Linked DNA regions of Mus musculus: region 1 is linked to region 2. A link is a contact called in public promoter capture Hi-C data. All regions are on one chromosome and are shown on one strand. The core of a region is the stretch at or near the end of the contact, and the rest is flanking DNA. Distances in the headings are between cores, read along the strand shown.

Evidence for each region. Promoter capture Hi-C pulls out the DNA fragments that hold promoters and counts their contacts.
Region 1: a contact with region 2 is called in a promoter capture Hi-C map of cranial neural crest. The contact joins the enhancer-like site here to the promoter of Daw1 in region 2. A contact is called at or near these places in 14 of 39 promoter capture datasets (the 3T3-L1 cell line, 3T3-L1-derived adipocytes, the HPC-7 cell line and 11 more).

What each region holds. Positions count from the first base shown.
Region 1 is chr1:83,725,317-83,730,305 of GRCm38.p6, forward strand. No RefSeq gene overlaps it. Among named protein-coding and RNA genes, the nearest start is that of Sphkap, 320 kb to the left of the region's middle. Within about 2 kb of position 2,570, at least 1 of the 459 cell types and tissues checked has an H3K27ac peak or open chromatin away from gene starts, as enhancers often do.
Region 2 is chr1:83,158,486-83,163,284 of GRCm38.p6, forward strand. Daw1 (dynein assembly factor with WDR repeat domains 1) reads left to right here and starts at 1,270. Exons shown (of 13, transcript NM_001372244.1): 1 at 1,270-1,353. The coding sequence starts at 1,314.

The DNA of each region.
Region 1 (4,989 bases), core at 1,320-3,819, 570 kb after region 2:
AAGGAAGAACACAAAAGAGTACAAAAGTGATACAAAGGATGAACAGACGCCTCTAAAATGACCTGCCTGGAAAATCCAGACCATGGGGCACAGAGCAAGGGTGAGAGGCTCTTTCAGACTTAAGCAAAAACAGAAATGGGAACTGACAAGAGGGAAATAAATATTATTAGACAATAGGAGTCAAGTATACATTTTTTTCTGATGGAAGAAAAAAACTAATAATCTAAACACATTGATTTTAATTATCCCATACATTGGACCACATTATTTCTGCTGTGGAATATATCAATAAATGACTGAAGACATTCAACTCTCATGCAGCAGTTGGACTTGGATGTAATATTTTCCTTTATATTTCTGTACTTGTGTGTGATATCCAGTATCTTACACATAATGGATAACTATAAATAATAATGAAAAATATCTGGGCAGCAAGAGTTGTCAAGAAAAGTAAATTGTAACTACAGATAAGAAACAATAAAAATACCCAGTGGTTTAAAATGGTAAACCATGCTGTCAATCAAACAACAGCCCATGAAAATGTTACGACTTGTGTAAATTAGGTTGAAGAGGTTTTAAAACGATTACATCACATGGATCCAAAACTTTTTCAGGGCAGTTTGTTAACACATTGAATGATCTACAAGTAGTCACCTCGTTTGATCCTCTGCTGAAACAATATAAAAAACATAAGTTAAGAATAACTCCAGGTTATGTATCATTAGGTTGCATACCCTATGTTAATATATATATTAGTATTAATATTAACATCATAAAAATATGTATGTACACATTGATATTAGTTAACAGATGAATGAATACTCAATTTCTAGATAAAAAAATTTTTAATAGTAAGTGATTTATACTATGCTTTGGGGTTCCCCACAGCTACTGTTATTCAAATGAACACTAACTGTTTTTCATATATGTGACAAATAATGAATGAAAATGGAGCAGGAGAAAACAAATCTCAAACAGTCTCTGTAGACTCAGGCTGATTAAAGGATATTCACACAATGTACTTGCAATGCTGGTCCAGTAGCAATAGGCTTTCAGGATCGGTTGACAGAATAGAAAGTCTCCCACCACTCACCATTGTTTTAAGAGACAGGGTCTCTCTTTGTTGCTTAGTCTGGCCTGGAACTTCTGAGCCAGCTGTCCTCCTGCTTCATCCACCTAAGAGGACAGGTTCATGCCACCATACCAAACTGTTTAAATTTTCACAAATAAATCTTTAAAAGTCTCAGGACGCCAATCACTCACTATTTGTGCTTTTATTAAAGTGTGGTTAAATAGAATTATTGTTTTATTTTGGTGAAAACGTCAGTAAAATCATATGAATTACACCTGAGAGGATGAAAAAGAAAACCCCACACAGAACTGTATCCCCCCCCCCGCCCCCCGCCGCATGTCTGACTGATTGGCTTCTCAGTACATGGGTCACATGCAGATGCATGAACGATCCCCAAGCTGACCTCAGACATGAATTATTATCATCAATGCCGATTTATTTCTGGACAGGGGTGGTCAAACATGCGTCCCAGCAAATTTGAAAATAAGCAAATTGTGAAGTTAAGATGCAGCTTTAAATAGGTAAATTCTGAAGTACAAAGGCAGGGGGGGGGAGATGTGTGAACAAACAGTATCAAGAGCTAATTTAGGAGGAAAAAATTTAGCCCACCTCAGTTAAGTCTGTCTGAAGTGCAAAAGAACCCATTGACAAAATCAGTACAGGGCAAATGTCCACTGTGTCTTGCAGGATTTCATTTCTCTCTCTAAAATTCTAACACATCTGCCTCCCAAAACAGCCACTTGAGATTAGTGACATTGTTAAACGAGAATATATATATATATATATATATATATATATATATATATATATATATATAAACATAGCACTAAGCCTTTTGAAATCTGTGCTAACAGTTTGTCCTTTTGAAATCTGTGGTAACAGTTTGTCTTTGGAAGACTTGTCATGTAATTCCCAAGTTGACCACTAGAGGGGAGGAAAACAAAGAAAATCAGTAGGCTCACCTACTAGGCCAGCAGAGAAAGGACTGAATGGAGACCAGCAATCCATCTGGCCATGTGGGCAGAATTCACAAAGCAACCCCAGGCTCAACCTTGGAAGGTTTCTGAGGGTAGCAGAAAGAGGAGCCTTGTCTTATCCGGAGAGTCAGTCTGCGTGGCTTCACGGGTTCATTCTGGGCAACGGCAGGCCTGAGGGTCTCACTAGAGTACACTATTAACAACAGGGCCCTATTACCAAGTGTTCTGTAAGATTTGCTCATATTGTATGATTTTTTTTTTCAGGGGAGCAAAACAAACTGTCTTTTCTAATCTGTTTGTTACTCCTCCCATTCAGCAGGGAAAATGCCATGATTTTCCCTCTGCTCTGACCTTCTTCCTGTCTCTTGTGGGTGTGGCTTCCTAAATGCAGTATTTCAGTTCTTTCTAAACTTCGCAGCCTTTAGGACACTCTTGGGTCACAAAGCTGTGAGTGGGATTAGAAGTCAGCATCCAGAGTTTGGGAGCCCTTTTTCTGGGGTTTGAAGAGCATAGTGCTCCTCTGAGGTAGCCTGGAGGAAAGGTTGGGTGTTTCGATAGGAATAAAGATGTCTCTGTGAGCCTGGGAGTGCAATGGGCCTACCCTGTCCAGAACCTGCACAAGATCAAGCCAGTCAGAAAGCCAGCATCCATGTGGAAGAGGCTCGTGAAGCCTCGGCCCTGGCTGAGGAGCTTTGGCAGGCGAAGGCTGCTGGGAAAGGAGAGGTAATGTCAGTTTTCCTCAGAGAATTGCCTCTGGTTGGGATGCACACAGTGTAGAATAGCCCTACACCTGTGCACATAATCACAGCGCTTAGGATACTCAGTGGATTATGAAAGGAGTGCACAAAAATGGGAGGGGAATGGGGAGGAACTGAATGGGCCTGAGGGATTGATAAAATCAAATACAAAGAGTGAACACACACACACACACACACACACACACACACACACACACACCTCTAGCAGAGGAGACTACTTGGAAGGTTATGTGACAGAGTAAGTGCTGGACATCTTCCTGGGCCTTCCATTCCCACAAGGCATTGTCTACAGAAAATTAGGGGCAACTCCAACAGCCATTTTGCTGCCCTTGGTTAGTATCTGGATAACACAAGCAGGTCTACTTCACTTCAATAAATCCCAGCAGCAGGTAAAGGGGGGGGGGGGGATAGTGCCAAGTATTTTTAATGTAATAAATTAAACCATGAGTTTCTAATGGAACTTAAAATTAAGCTGATATGCTCTTAAAAATGAAAAATGGTTGCAAAATGAAGCTTTCCAAAGTAGCTCCCACCCAATCCATGCCCTTTTCTCATATGATCCTTGAGACGTGAGGGACTGGTTCTGGTCTTCATTTTCACTTACTGTAAAACTGAGGCTTAAGGAGCTCAATTGCCCAAAGCCTTTTGATAAATAAACAACAAAGTCTGTCCTTTCCTCCAAGCTCCCTGTTGATCACTTAATTCTGCATATATAGGATTACAAGATCTCCCAGGAAACATCCATCTTAGCATACAAATTAAGAAACCATTTAAATTTCGGTTTAGTGCCTGCCATTTATACTCAAAATGATAAATGCTTTGTTTGCATCCCTTAATTAGAGGAGGGAGACTCTGAGGATGCTACAGGAGGGGGATGAGTCATAGAGCAACATTTAAGCCTCCTTGATATTAGACAAACTCCTAACCACATGGAAAAATCGAATTTCTCATGAGGATGCTCACCGGGAAGCCCTCACAACGTCGCCTGCAATATGCTCCCCACCTTTCTGAAATACGCAGATTGGTTAGTGAGAGCCCCTGCTTGGCTGTTTGAAACACCAGCTTCTCAGACCTTGTCCTGGGAGATCAGCATGTGCAGGTCTAGGACTAAGCCTGAGAGTCTGTATCCTAAAGGCAGGTGACTCTTGCAGCTGTCTGACACTGCCCCTATGGAACATGTTCCACACTGAAATGGGACAGGCAAACAGAAATGTCTGTTTCTTGCCAGAGTCATGCAGTGTTAGAACTAGAAGACACATTTTTTTATTCAATGACTCAAGTGTTCCATTTTACATTAGGGGAAACTGGGGCCAGCAAAGAGCAAGAGACTTAATTCTATTTTAATGGTTTAAATCTTTCAGGTTTATGAGACATGCAAGTATTTGTGCCACTAAATAATGACCAAAAAATGACAAAGAGTCTAAACTCAAGACTAAAACAGACACACTATTACATACACGCAAACACAATTGCACATATACACACAAAGGAGGGAGAGAGGAAAGGAGGAGGGGAGGGAAGGAGAGAGAGAGAGAGAGAGAGAGAGAGAGAGAGAGAGAGAGAGAGAAGCAAGAAGGATTGATACTTACCTAGATACCACAAATTGAAAAATCTTAATTTCTTTATGTCCACACAAATACATAATCATCCTGAAGTGAAAAGAGGTAAGAGTTATTTTCCCATTTTTCAGACTAGAACCATAAGTACTGGAGGGTCCATCAGCTTTCAGGGCTACTGAACCATAAACACAGCAGGCAGGCAGAACCTCAAGCATGGAAGGGACTCTTGCTTTCCATTAATAGAATGAAAATCCAGCAGTGCCAGATGATAGTCACCATTCAAGATGAACTGCTTGGTGGGGGTAAAAACAGTATGTGGATTTAGAGAACTTGTAATGAAAAGCCCAAAGTATTTCCCGGGAGGGCGTTGGACATACTTCCAGAAGAGTGTGTGTACCAGACTGGCCCATTCAACGACCTCACTGACACTGGTGTCATTTGACTCTGCTGTAACTTGTCTGGGTGTGCTAAGTTTTTCTGTGGTAGTTGTACTGGCTAGTTTTGTGTCAACTTGACACAGCTGGAGTTATCACAGGGAAAGGAGCTTCACTTGAGGAAATGCCTCCATGAGATCCAGCTGTAAGGTATTTTCTCAATTAGTGATCAAGGGGAAAAGGCCCCTT
Region 2 (4,799 bases), core at 20-2,519:
CTATGCCAGTGCCTGGCAAATACAGAAGTGGATGCTCACAGTCATTTATAGGATAGAACACAGGGCTTCCAAAGAAGGAGCTAGAGAAAGTACCCAAGGAGATGAAGGGGTCTGCAACCCTATAGGTGGAACAACAATATGAACTAACTAGTACCCCCAGAGCTCGTGTCTCTAGCTGCATAGTAGCAGAAGTTGGCCTAGTCGGCCATCATTAAGAAGAGAGGCCCCTTGGTCTTGCAAACTTTATATGCCCCAGTACAGGGGAATGCCAGGGCCAAGAAGTGGGAGTGGGTGGGTAGGGGAACAGGGAGCGGGGAAGGTATAAGGAACTTTCAGAATAGCATTTGAAATGTAAATAAAGAAAATATCTAATTAAAAAAAGAGGGAAGTGTTCAGTGTTCAGATGGAGCCCAAAGTGGTCACAGATACAGATGAGACTGAACGTGCAAGGCAGCTGGAACGGCTTGAAAGAGAAGATGCAGAAGTGGATGGAGATGACGATGCAGAAGAAATGGAAGCCAAAGCTGAAGATGACATTTTGGAAAACAGTCCAATTTACAGAGTACGAGGCAGCCCTTCCTGGCTGCAAACCCTAGACTTGAAAGTTTTCCAGTATTGGAAACTTGAAAGCTGAATATTTTTATTTCCAAGTATTTAAGTATTCAACAAGCCAGAATCTAAATGCCCTCCTTCATGTCAGCTGTTTTCACATAGTGGCTCTAACACCTCAAGTATTTTTCTAAGGGAGTGGCTTGATTTGACCAGAGACAAATCTTCAACAGCAGTCCTAATATTGGGCTTACAGTTTCCATTGCTCATGTCTCTGGAATGGCACCCTTATGGTTCAGAGATTTACCAGAGGCTCCAAACACAAACAATCAATCACAATCTTTCTATATAAAATGTATTCAAGCGAACATCAAATAAATTTCTGGGATATTTAAAAAAATTGCATAATTGTATTTGCTCTTTATTGAAAACTGTATGAACATTTTATTTTCCACAACTACTCTTTTTATCACACTCTAAAAGAAGCTAAGATAATCAGTCGATTTGGAGAAAATTTAAACAGTTAAAGAATTAACTCTTTTCTATGTGGTGGACCAATGTCAAAACTGGGACACACTGGCTGCTCCTCAGATAGCTTGCTACAGCAAGCTATGGCTGAGCGGCAAGCTGAGTTTACCCAGCTCTGGGCTGCCGCTGGGCTCCCCTGTACCCGCCCAGAAAAACTTGCGCACGCGCCTTAGCGTCCTACTGCTGTTTGTTAGTTTCCATGGCTACGAAGCCCCTCAGGGTAGGAAAGTAGGAAAATGAAGCTTAAGAGCCTCTTGCTTCGCTATTACCCACCAGGTACGGGGTTCCCACGAGTGGGCCCTGGCTTCCCTTTCTGGGATGGTCTGGGACGAAGGAGGGGGCGGGGACTCGAGGAAGGGCTCTGAGTAGCCGGGTCTCAGTGACCAATTGGGACAGGTAGTTAGAGCTCCCCAGTCTGGGTCACCCACCTTTTCATACGCTGCCGACCACTGTTCCTTAAAGTCCTTTATGTGACTCTTTGAGAAAGTCTTTAAACTTTTAAATGCTTTCTAGTAAATTATGAGTCTGAGGAGGGAGGGGCCGAGGGGTAGTGAACAGTGACACCCTGGGACAGTGTTTTCTGGAACAACAGAGATGAATCTACTGTTATTTTAAAGTCTTAATGATCAAGTTAAAGCGAAGGACACATGAAAAGAAAAACTCATACTCCACTGAGCGCGCCACCTTTGTCACACTCTCCAGTTTGCTGCAGTAGGAAATCAGTTTATGATATGAACGTCCAAGGTAACCTGCTTTGTGCGCCTCGCCATGTGCCTTTAAAGAAGGCCAGAATCCTTGATTCCAACGTGGTGATTGTGAATAAGCCCACGAAATGCTGCTGTTTTAGAGTAGGGTATGCTTTTCTGGTGGTCATAAGTTATGTGTTGGGGAGGGGGGTGGGGTTTGCTCACCATGAGAGAATAACTGAAATACAACTTGTTGAGGACAAAATAGGAGGAGAACTCTCAGCTTCTCGAAACTCAAATTAAAAATAAAAGGGTCAGGGGTGGGGTGGGGAGGGCCGCAGTGAGGAAAGTTATTTTCTGACCTCTGCACACATGTTCTGTGGCTCTCATGTGTGCGTGTGCACATACACATAACATAAATGAATAAATGTAATTGACAACAAAGCCCTTAAAACTTGGCTCAGGGTAACGGCTGACTACAACGGCTCAATGAAACATTTGGGTAAAGAAACTGCAGAGATTTCAGAGTAGAGTAAGTGAATTCACTTTGTCCTGGTTTCAGCATGACAGTTTTAAGGGTGTGAACTTGAGGAATCTCAGGGCACGTGTCTCGTTTGCCTCAGCAAAGCAGCCAACATTTTTTAGCCAAAATGTCTAATAGTCAAGGCTGTTATTTCTTTCTTTGAGGCCATCCTGATTTTGTTCCTTTTGTGCTTTGTCCCCTGTCAGCAGGTCATAGGTTCAGCATTTTGTATTTATTTTCTTCAGAAGCTACACAGACAATCCTTTACTCGCCCTGACACCACTTACTGCTCCTCTCTGCTCAGTCTTTTCCATCTATCAATAAATTATATCAGCTCTACTTCCAAAACATTTGGTGAATCTCTCGGTTCAGCCCTCTTTCCCCTCCCAGTTCGACTCAGCATCCTTTCCGTTTGCTGACACACTCCAGCCCAGTCCGTCTCTTGTTGGGAAACTTCAGGGTCTGCTCAAGTGCTTTCTTGGCTTTGAGTCTCATCTACCGTTTGCCAGTAGAATCTGAACCCAACACCTCCAACAATCGCCTAGTATGCTCCTGTTAGGCTTAGAATAAGATCTACAGTCTGAAAGAAATGGCCCAGGCTGCTCTGTCGACTTCTAGAACTTTACTCTCTGCCATCTCTATAGTTTAGGTCTCTGACCTATTTTTCTAAAACTTACAAGAAGGCCTGTCATGCACTGTCTCCCTTCTGGACAGAGCTTCCCCTAAACCTCACAATGCCTAGCTTCTCTTTACTTTGTTTCAGCCAATGTAACTGACCCAGAGAAACCTACCTTTTCCACATCTCTTACTGACTTCCTGTATAGCATTTTTTTTTTTTTGCTTTTGTTATATTTATCATGACACTGTGATGGTTAGGTTTTTTTTTTTTTCCTCCCTTAACTGGACACAGCTAGAGTCATCTGGTAAGAGGGCATTTCAATTAATAATTGTCCCCCCACACCAGATTGGCCTATAAGCAATTCCATGGTCTTTTTCTTAATTAATGATTGATATGGGAGGACCTAGGCCATTATGGCTGGTGCTAACCCTGGGCAGTTGCTTGGACTGTATAAAAAAGCAGGCTGAGCAAGCCATGCGAAGCAAGCCGGTCAGCAGTGTTCTGCCCTGACTCCTGTCTCTGCTCCTGCTTGAGCTCCTGCCTGGACTCTCTGCACTGACAGACGGTTATAGGGGTGCATAAGCCAGAGAAATCCAACCCCCTCTCCCTCCAAAGTTGCTTCTAGTGATGGTGTTTGTCTAGGAGAGAGTCTGATAAATGATCACCTCACTTCCATCCCTCAGCTGTGGAGCTCAGGCTAGGAATGTAGTCTCTGAAGCCTGAGCAGCCAATTCCCAACACATTAGACATTTTCTTTGGGGTGAGTCGATTGGATACATCAAGTTGTCAGCCAACAGCACTTACCTCACACTTCTGCTGACCTTTCAGTTGCCACCTTTGTTGTCCCTTCCCTTCAGTGCAAGGCTGCTTTGAACTTCGCCAGGTCCTCTGACCTTCTCCTTTCTGTCTTTAGCTCCTTTCCTCTTTTCACTGTTACCGTGCTCTGGAGTCTGTACATTTTAGGATTCCCCACTGACCTCCATGTTTCTGAATCCACTCGTTATGTCTCAGGTTGGGGGACACAGAGGTCCTTGTACTCGAAGAGAAGCACCGAGAGATCCAGAAGTGTTAATCACACCGGGCTGTCTCCTCAGTGGAAGAGATAAAGTCAAATACCTGAACTCCATCCAGAAACCCGAAAGTGGATTTTGTTAACAACTTGGTGGCCTCTTTGCTATCTGTGGAAGCAAACCTCACTCAGAATCCCCTAAATGGTTATTTCAGACTCTCTGCTCCGAAGACCATTACTCATCTTTAGGGGAGACGTCTGTCACTCGCACTTTATGGCCTGCTGACTTCTGTGCTGTTGGTCAGAGACCACACTAGAGTCTAGGCTTTTCAGCTATAGACCTCACCCCCACGGCCACTTACATTTTGTAAGAGTTTTGACACACTCACACCTTAAGCTTTATTGTGCATCTGGAACTGGACTGATTGGTTTGACTGTTGCCTGGAAGTTGTGCTGTGTTTCAAATATGCTGACAACGAGCTGGCACCAGACTCCCCAAGGTCTGATCCAGGTTGATGAAGTCAGCCTGCACAGGGGTTTTCATTCTTTCCTCTTTGTGTGATTCACTTTCCTGTCTGGCGCCCACACGGAGCCCCTCAATCACAGTCATGAGCAGCAGACAGCGGGATGAACATGGCTACTCTTTGGTTTCTAAGATGAGCACTCTGCCACCCTTTCACTTCACTGTTACTCCTTGCTCTGTCCCATTGCCTCCTCTCTCTTAGTTTGGAATGTTCCAGACCTCTGACTTCTAACTTCTCTTACCCATTCACATTCATTTGCTGGACATCTTCACCTATTCTCAAGGCTGAGAAAGCACCCTGAGTGGTCCAGCGCACCTAGCTATCTATCTGACATCTTCATAGGCACGTCCAGTGTAAACAT